Linked DNA regions of Mus musculus: all the other regions are linked to region 3. The links are chromatin contacts, called in public Hi-C and HiChIP or PLAC-seq maps. All regions are on one chromosome and are shown on one strand. Each heading gives the region's core, a stretch centred on a gene start, on an enhancer-like site or on the middle of the called end of the contact. The rest is flanking DNA. Distances are from core to core; before and after follow the strand shown. Region 1 overlaps Gnas (GNAS (guanine nucleotide binding protein, alpha stimulating) complex locus). Region 2 has its middle 6.1 kb from the start of Mir296. Region 3 holds the start of Gnas (GNAS (guanine nucleotide binding protein, alpha stimulating) complex locus).

Region 1 (3,171 bases), core at 281-2,780, 36 kb before region 3:
TCAGCACTGAGAACAACGGGGGCCAAGGGGAAAGGCCAATTCCTTACTGATTGGCTGTCTCCTCGGTCTGCATTCTTCATGGAAGGCAGGACCCCTTGCTTGCCATGTATCTGTCTCTTTTTAAGAAAAATCGTCACTCTCACTGTGGTATTGCCTCGCCATATTGTCTTAAGCCAGGAAGGTCATTTCAAAGGCAAAACAGCTCCTGGATTGGGCAGAAGTAGCTAACTCCCTGTCTCTGCGCCATTTTCATACCTCCTTTTCAGTTGTTCAGGTAGAAGTATTGATTTTTTTTTTTAATTAGAGAAATAAGTCTCTGCCTATCCCACCAATTCTGAAGCAGGGAGGGACTCGGAAGCTTAGAGCCTGTCGGCAAGGGTTGTGGATTCCAATTTTTAAGTGAAGATGTAACTGAAAAGATGTTTTCCTGAGAGTACAAAACCCTACACCAGTTGACTCCAGTGAAACCTGCAGGGTGGTGGGTGGGAACCTCCTGTGCTGGCCAGCTCTGGCTGGCCAAGGGGTGGCCAAGGCCCGTCGGCCATGTTGGAGCTGCACTGCAGCAGGCGAGGCTGCGGCCGCAGAGGACCTGGCCTCAGAGACGCTGTCACCCGGCCAAGTGCTGTTCACTGTCCTCTGCAACCAGGCACCATGTTCCAGCGCGAGGGGCTGCTTTGGGTGGACACCGGTGCTTCTACTCTTATTCCTATTTGTTGCCCCAAAGGTTGAGAAGGGTGTGGGGGTGCACCCATCAGCTCTTTCTTGGGCTGTCTAATATGCAAATTAGAAAAAAATGATTAGTGGCAATTAGCAGCTGTGCTTTCTAGAGGTTAGTATACACTCCTTCAAACGTCCTGTCTCCTGCAGGCCAGGTCCATACCACCTGTCCTGCTCAGTGCCCTGCTCAGATTTGACACTTACTCTCCGTTAAACCCATTAACATGCAGGATCCTCATCTGCTTCACAATGGTGCTTTTGCCAGACTCTCCAGCACCTGAGAAAGGAAAGTGAGGGCGTGGGTTAAGAAACAGGCTTGTCACACTTCACCTGGATGATGGCCTTGGAAAGCAGCAGAAGCAGCACACAACAGACACACAATGACACAACTGCAAACCTCCTTCACATGACGACGCAGTGAAAAACAACAGACACATCCAACATAGCATCTACCTGAAGTATCTCACCATAGAGTAACAAGCAAGAATTAAGGGCTCTGCTGTTTTTAAATAGCTTTTTTTTTCCCTTTTGAGTTTTGTTGTTGTTGTTTTGTTTTCTCTTTGGGTTTTTTAAACTCATGAGGCGATGAAGGAATGACGTAATTGTCACTGGAAGGGTGAAAATTTTAAGTCAAAACTGTGAATTTAGTATTGAAATGTGGTCAAAGGTACTCTATGCAGCAGCCACCTAATTTCCTGTTTGTTAGTCATTTTATGGTTAAAATACTTAGGAATGGCAGACAATGCCTAGACACTGCAGTCTCCCACTATCACGCCCCGCTGCAGCACCTCCCTCCCAACGCCACAATGCAGCTGCTCTCAAGCATGCTTCAGGTCCACCCTAAAACCACAGGGCTACACTGTATCCACTGTATCCACTCCCTTCCCCTGCAAAAGGAATCTTTCTAAAGATACATTTTTCTCTGGATACAACCACCATGTTGCAGAGGGAAATGGTAGACCATCAATTATCTGTCAGCAGCAGAGGGGCGGGAGCGGGGGGCGGGGGAGCAAAAAAAAAAAAAGCAAAAAACAAAAAATAAACACATTTCGTTATCAAACATGGCACTTGAGACCTCATGAGCATCAGGCAACATGCAACTTCAACAGTACCAAGAGTTTAAAAAAAAAAAAGGATAAGACTTTAATTATATGCACAAATATTCCTGGAAGGTCCTGAATAAGAAGATTCTAGGCTTTCCCCAACTAAGGAAGTAAATAGGAACACAGGCCTCCATTTTAAATCACCTTTCTTTCTTTCTTTCTTTCTTTCTTTCTTTCTTTCTTTCTTTCTTTCATAGGTAGTATTTGGAGGACCCTCCAGCCCCACCCCATTTCCACCAAGTTTCTGCAAATGTACTCTTCAGCCCGTATTCCCTGTGGGAATGGTTTTTCCCCTCCTCCCACAACAATCTAATTTTTAAAAAAATCTTGTTCTTTTTCTCCATATTGTTTCTGTTTTGGTGCCCAGATAGAAAGGCATTCACTCCCCCACCCTATTCAGTTCAACACTCCCCCTCCCCGAAATTCTCCACCCCTCCATTTCTTCACCCCTCCTCTTTTCCACCCCTCCACAAGTCCATAAGCAAGATTTGTAAAAGTTAAAATTGGTTTCCACAGCAGCATTGATTTCAAAGCAAACACCATCCTAATGAGCAAAATTCTCATAAATTAAATATAAAAGGCAATATTGGGAGGCTTCCATGAAGGAAACAGAGGACTCATCAGGTCCCTCAGCACTCCACCCTCAGAAATGGGAACATTTGTGACACCAGGTTTTTTTCAGAGACAGAACTAGATCCGTGCCTCAGTTTCCACTTTTGTAAGAATAGAAAACTGGGCTGAAAAATAACTGCCAGGCTTTTGTTTGTTTTGTGGTTCTGCAAATTTACTTAATTTACCTGATAGAAGTTAAAATGGGTTAAAGAAAAGGAAGTTGGGGGTATTAAGTTTCCTTTGTGGGTAATTATTTCATTTTTAAGAAATGTAAAATGTCGCCAATAGCCAGGGCAACAGATTTCTGTGCCAAAGGTCATCAATTAATTGTGGCACAATGCAGCCATGTAGACCAGAGACTTGAAAGGAGGCAAGGTGGGCTCAGAACTGCAGTCTCAAATAAGTGGGGACATTTGAAATCACTGTAAACACACACAAAAAAAGATGTTAGGAATTTGATGTATCATTAACATCATAGTGAACTTAAATAAGCACTCATATGAGCAAGAATGAACCATACAGAAGATTCTAGATGTTTCCAGGTGTGTACTTTGAAATCAGACTGTATACATATTCACATTTACAGCAGAATTACGCTTTTAGAAGTTTCCCATATATCATCTAATCACTGAAATTGCAAACGCACCAACACCAACAGGATTATTTTCACTTATTAACAATTTTCTGCTTTACTCAATGTGGCCCAGGGAGAACAAAGACTTGACCCCATCCAAAAAGA
Region 2 (2,824 bases), core at 123-2,622, 37 kb after region 3:
GCCCTAGGCCCTCCGGGGCAGAGGGAAAGTGAGGGGCAGGGGAAGAGACAGACTTTCAGGGCTTGTAGGTCCCTGGGGAACATGGGTCAAGGGGGACTCTGACATCTTAGGAGGATTAGGGCATCATTATGCCATGGACAAGGAAATGGGGCTATGGCCTGCTGAGGGGTCACTCTCTAGGTTTGTCCTTTGGGACCAGGGAAGGGATTGTTTCTTCTCATGGAAAACACACACACACACACACACACACACACACGCACGCCGCCACCACCACCACTACCCAACACAACTGTTAGGTCAGAAAGCTTCCCAGAGCCACCCAAGGGTGCAATGGGGTATGTGTGGAGATGGGGGCAGGCTGCGAAAGGGGCCAGAAAGAGAGGCTTCCAGGGCCCCTCTTTTTCCAGCAGCAGTTGAAAAACTTGGCTTCCTTCGTGAAAATCCAATAAAATCAGCCTGTGACTCACCTCTCCCATCCCCTGTTGTTTTTCAGCTCTCCAACAGGTCTCACGAATTTGTCTCTCTTTTTTTTTTCACCCCTGTTCTAAAATATCTGAAGCTCAAAAGATGGCAAGGTTTATATGGAATAAAAACAAAACAAAAAACAAACAAACAAACAATCTCCCCCTCTACCTCCATCCCAATCTTAGCCTACAGGATTAAAGCAGACTTTCTTTACTTCTGTTTCCCAAAGAATTCAATTAAAACCAAACCTCAAACAGCCCAGCACTCCTCACTGACCTGGGCTGAAAGGTTGAAACACCCTAAGGCTTTCTCCTCCCTTCCCTTCCCCACCCCTGCCCCCACCCCCACAAAGCATCCTGGGATGCTATCAGCAGTCTATTGTACAGGCAGGCATTCTTTGATCAGTCTCCTTCCCCCTTTGTAGGGCTGGAAACTGAGGCTGAGGAAAGACAATGTACTTAAAGCTCTTGGCTAATCTTCCATATTGAAATGCAAAGGGTAGTGGGGGCATGGTGGGGCACGCACTTGCAGGCATACACACACCCTTAATTCCAGCACTTAGGAAGCAGATGCAGGCAAAATTCAGAGTTTGAGGCTAGCCTCTTCCATCTGTCTGAAAGAATTGAAAAGAAGAAAGGAAAAAAACAAAACAAAACAACAACGAAATAACCCCAACAACAACAACTTGGAACTTAGACCTTTTTCTGGTTCTGGGGTAATTTTGCTCTTCCCAAAGAACGTGTGGCAATATCTAGAGACAGCTTTTAGTTGTCACAGTTGAGCCTGGTTCCCTGGAGGAGTTAAGGAGACTGTTCAATATCTTGCAAAGGACTGGACAAACACCCTAAAGGACTACTCAGCCATGGCACATCAACTGTTGAGAACAGAGTCACCACCCCACCCCCTCCCGACCCCTCTGGCCCCACAGGCAACCCAGGATTTCAGGAGAATAAATACAAGCCCACACCACACAGAGAGAGAGAGCTAGCAAGATAAGTACCAAGATGTCTCCACTTGTTTATCTCCTGCTGTAAGGAAGATTTCTTTTCATGTCTCTTTCTCATGGTTTCCTGTACGGTTGGAATTTTTAAAGAAAGAATGTGCATGTATCATTTTTATAATCAGAAAAAGAAGAGCTGTTTTCATTTTGCAAAAATGAAAAAGGGCTTTAGGACTTATCGATTCTGACCCAGGCCCCTCACTAACTAGCTGTCAGGAACAGCTATCTGGAAAATGTGTGCACCGAAAAGGTGAGGGTGAGTGCCTATAGGAATACGGAGTAACATTATCCTGGGAAGCTCTCTGAGCTCTTTCTCTCTCTCTCTCTCTCTCTCTCTCTCTCTCTCTCTCTCTCTCTCTCTCTCTCTCTCTCTCTCGTGCATTTCCCCTCTGAAATTGTGTGTGTGCTTTGTAGCATAGAAATCAGGGAGACTCAGGGAGGGTCCATCTGTGCCAGCTACCTGACTAGTGACGGACACAGGATACACCCAGCATCCTCCCAGCCCTTAGGAAATGTGGAGAAGATATTTCCAATGCTCCAAGGTAGCTATCAGTTCCTGCATAATTTTGATTTTTATCTCAGAATTGGGCTAGGGCTGGATTTCTATACAGAGAGCCACTGACCATTTAGGTGAGATCATTCTTAATTGTAGAGACCGTTGCTGGGCTAGTGAGATGCTTAGCAGTGTCCTTGGCCTGGCTTCCCATTAGATGCTAATAGCACTCCCAACCCCCATCCACCCCAGCAAGAGTGAGAAACCTAAAATGTCTCCAGATTTAAGGGCAAATGTCCTGTGGGGGCGCCCAAGGTCACAGCTGGTACAGACCCCTCGGCTCCAGCCTGCCTGATGTTTCAGAAAAAAGACTTCATAAAGATGACAGTCCCCCATGTCAGGATCCTGCTTGCTGCATTTCTGAGTCACTGCCTGTGTTTCTCTGTCTTTAAAAATCTTCCATTTGTGTCTGCCCCCTTGGAAACAGCCCTGCACCCAAATGTGAGCCTCTTGGTGGTCTGAAAAGCCCTGTTAAGCCCCATCAAAGCCTAAGTCTAGAACTCTGGTTATTCCTGCAAACACTGACAGGGCCGATGGGAGCCATAGACAGGAGCCACTGAACACAGAAAAACAAACCCCTTGTTTCCTAGGATTGCGCACATCCACCAACTAATTGCGAGAAGACCAGGAGAGATGCTGCGGGGCCACTTTTCACGCCACAGCCTAAATCGGAACAAGAAGATGAACTTTAAATTGAGTAAGATAAAACCAGTTTGGGAAATTCAATATCTCACCTCCCTTCCTGTCTTTTTAAAAATCCATAATTCATACAGAACCCAGTCAGGGGGTACGCAGCTCAAATTGAA
Region 3 (2,867 bases), core at 209-2,708:
GGCTGGCTCGGCGGCTGGATCTCTGCTGCCTTCAGACTCGGACTCGGCAGGAGTGGCTGGGGCGACTGGGGCTGCCCCTCCGTCAGGATCGGCGCGGACAGCTGGGGCTTCTTCGAGTTCTTCAGGATCCGACTGGAGATCTGAAGGCGTTCCTGGGGCTGTCCCGTCTTCTCCGGCATCGCTCTGGCTATCTGTGAGCATCGCGGAATCCGTAGGAGCTCCAGCATCAGATCCGGTAGAGACGGCTTGGGCAGCAGGGGCTGGCTTGGCATCCATTGCTTCAGGCTGGGTGGAAGATCCGTCCCCTCTCTCCGGAGAGGGGACTTTTCCTTCCACCGCAGTGGCGGTGGTAGGGCTTCCTTCCATCTCGGCTGCTTCTCGCTCAACTGGGGGTCTCTCTGCGCACTCGCTCTTATCTGGGGCTCCCGAGACTTCGATGGGCGGGCCATCACTTGCGATTGGGGGGCTGTCCATATTGACAGCGGTGTCGTCGTCGACCCCAATGGAGGCTCTGCCAATCTCAAGCAGGGGTCTGGTGATCTCCATCGGGGGGCTGTCGCATGCGAAGTTAGGAGGAGATCTGACAGCCTCGCGGAATGGTCTGTCAATGGCGCCTCGGACCCAGAGGGGAGGCGCGTTCTCGGCGGGAGCGAGGCAGAGCGCACTCGGGACCGCGACTGTCGGGAACTCGCCGCCAATGCCGATTTGTGGGATGACTCGCGGGAGTCCTGGGGGTGGGCTATCGCCCCCGAATTCTTCTCCACCGACCTGAAATGGCACAGATTCTTCAGGGGGAGGGCTGTAGTCTTCTCGGAAGCCAGCGTTTTCAAATCTGATGTTCCCGGGCTCCGCGGGAAGAGCTCTGGGGACCAATGCTTCCGGACCTCCTGGCGCAAGGTCTGGGACTTGCAAGGGAGGCTGGCTATGGTCTCCCTGGGCAGGCTCGTTGAACTCAAATGGCATAGCTTCTTCTGGTGGGGGGGTATAGGCTCCCAGGCCTGGGCTCGCGCCAGTGGGGGTCCCGGGCTCCAAAATCGCTGGGTTGAAGGCTTGGAGGCCTGATGGGGTCCCAGATGGTCCTGGCTGCTCCAGGGTGGGCCAGAAATCTCCCAGGCTGGGCTGTTGTGTCTCGAATGGCATGGCTTCCTCCGGAGGTGGGCTGTAGTCTCCACCCACTCGGACTTCCTCGAAGGCCTGGCAGGGGCTTTGGATGTCAGATTTGGAGTCTTCTGGGGGTCCACTGATCTCACTGCCAGTCTCGTCGGGGACGGGCTCATTGTTAGACGGTTCGGAGTCCGGTTCGGTCGCCATTTCTTCGGCTGGGCCAGCCCCAGCACCGGGGGCAGCTGCCCCTGGGGCTTCCAAAGGTTCTTGCTCGGGCTGCTCCCCGACTTCAGGGGGGATATCGTGTTGTCCTGACATATTATTGCCGTGGAGGCAGTTGAACATGCCCATAACACGGTGGCGACTTTTCAAAATAAATTTGGGGCCCCGTAAGACGGAGCACCCAGCCAAACTAGGGTGAAAAAAAATTTTTTTTTAAAAAATTCAAATTTTTGTTGGAAAGTTCTCCAGCCTCAGTTTCCAAACTTTGTAAGGATAGATAATCAGGGGCTAGAACCCAGGACCATGGCTGAAGTGAGTCATCTCTTGCTGGTGAAGTCTGTCACCTTCCTAGTTACACTTACCCCTTCGGGCTGTGGTCGGCCAACAACTTTAGGAACTTTTCTGTTCTCTCTTCGTACTTTGCTGTACTTTAGCTCCGCCTTCTTGGCATTTAAGAGCGTGCCGATTCGTCTCGAAAATCGTAAATAGAACTCTTTCTCTGCCGCCAGAGGACGCAGGTCTCAGTGCTGAGCCGGCTCCGGGAGCTGGCTCCCGGTGCCGGCTGCTCCCGACTTTGGGTAAGGGGGCTGATGAGCGGAGGCCTTGTAGGGACGTTCGGCTCCGTCCTCTCCTCTCCCGGACTGATTCCGAGTCTCTCTAGCTCGCTTTTTCCCTGGCCAGAGAGCGAGCGAGCTCTCTTGCGTTGCTGGGACACGTGACGCAAGACGTGGGCATTGGTCTGTTAGAGTACAGACGCTGAAAGCCTCCCTCCCCATCTGATTCTTCTCGAGGGGAGGAGGGACTGCAGGAGGGCTTTATCACCCCAGATTACCCCAGTATGCGGTAAATTCCTTATCTAAGGACCCCACACTCAGGCAATTACCCATACTCATCTCCAAGTCAGGAAATGGAGGCTTTAGGATACAAGGAAAGGGGTAGAGGCACACACACACACAAATGCGACAGGTGGTCGTGAGCCCACCGGAAGGGTAGAGACAGGGTGAGGAAGTGCCGAATGTAAACACGCAATTTGTTTCGTAAATGCTCTAGGGTACTTTTCTTTATTTCTTTTTTTTCCTTTTTTTTTCTTTTTTTAATGTTTATGTTTGCTGTTTGTTGGGGATGGCTCCAGCAAATCCCTTCAATGTCCCCCATCCCCATTACACCTCGGAGCTCTCAACAGTGGTATAGTGTGTTGTAGTCAGGGCTTGCTCTGTTTATATGGACGGTGATGCAGTAGAAATAAAGGTCTCAGCAGTGCACTGCAGAAAATCAAGCAAAGCCCCCTTAGGAGTTATTCATGTTTGCCGCTTTCGTGCAAATAGGGGAGGGGGCTTAAGGCTTACCGGAAGACCCCCCACCTAGCTCAGGTCTTGTACTTCTGTCTTCTGGGTAAAGGCAAAAGGAGATTTGGGGTGTAGTTGATGGCCCATTTAGGGTGGTCTCGCAGACTAGAAAACCTGAAATGCACTTAACCCACCGACCAACCGTGCCATGGTGGCAACAGCTGCCGAGACTCGCATCTTCCAGCCACCAGCGCC

Evidence for each region. A called contact is a pair of places that touch in the nucleus more often than the background predicts. HiChIP or PLAC-seq counts read pairs in DNA pulled down with a chosen protein or histone mark.
Region 1: a contact with region 3 is called in a Hi-C map of the G1E-ER4 cell line, with 2.0 times the contacts expected there. The contact joins the enhancer-like site here to the promoter of Gnas in region 3. A contact is called at or near these places in 19 of 484 Hi-C or Micro-C datasets (the AtT-20 cell line, the G1E-ER4 cell line, embryonic stem cells and 2 more), 2 of 115 datasets of contacts at active chromatin or transcription factors (both in embryonic stem cells) and 1 of 9 other capture datasets (adipose tissue).
Region 2: an H3K27ac HiChIP or PLAC-seq map of embryonic stem cells shows a contact between it and region 3, with 8 read pairs. The contact joins the enhancer-like site here to the promoter of Gnas in region 3. A contact is called at or near these places in 2 of 484 Hi-C or Micro-C datasets (both in embryonic stem cells), 6 of 115 datasets of contacts at active chromatin or transcription factors (the SCID.adh cell line, embryonic stem cells and stem cell-derived neural progenitor cells) and 1 of 9 other capture datasets (pancreatic islet).

The regions. Positions count from the first base shown.
Region 1 is chr2:174,332,035-174,335,205 of GRCm38.p6, reverse strand. It overlaps Gnas (GNAS (guanine nucleotide binding protein, alpha stimulating) complex locus), which reads right to left. Exons shown (of 12, transcript NM_010309.4): 2 at 922-994. Among named protein-coding and RNA genes, the nearest start is that of Gm30189, 6.2 kb to the right of the region's middle. Within about 2 kb of position 1,530, at least 45 of the 459 cell types and tissues checked have an H3K27ac peak or open chromatin away from gene starts, as enhancers often do. A contact at or near this core is called in the G1E-ER4 cell line, where this site is marked.
Region 2 is chr2:174,259,624-174,262,447 of GRCm38.p6, reverse strand. No RefSeq gene overlaps it. Among named protein-coding and RNA genes, the nearest start is that of Mir296, 6.1 kb to the left of the region's middle. Within about 2 kb of position 1,372, at least 22 of the 459 cell types and tissues checked have an H3K27ac peak or open chromatin away from gene starts, as enhancers often do. A contact at or near this core is called in embryonic stem cells, where this site is marked.
Region 3 is chr2:174,296,450-174,299,316 of GRCm38.p6, reverse strand. It overlaps Gnas (GNAS (guanine nucleotide binding protein, alpha stimulating) complex locus), which reads right to left and starts at 1,458. Exons shown (of 12, transcript NM_010309.4): 1 at 1-1,458. The coding sequence starts at 1,455.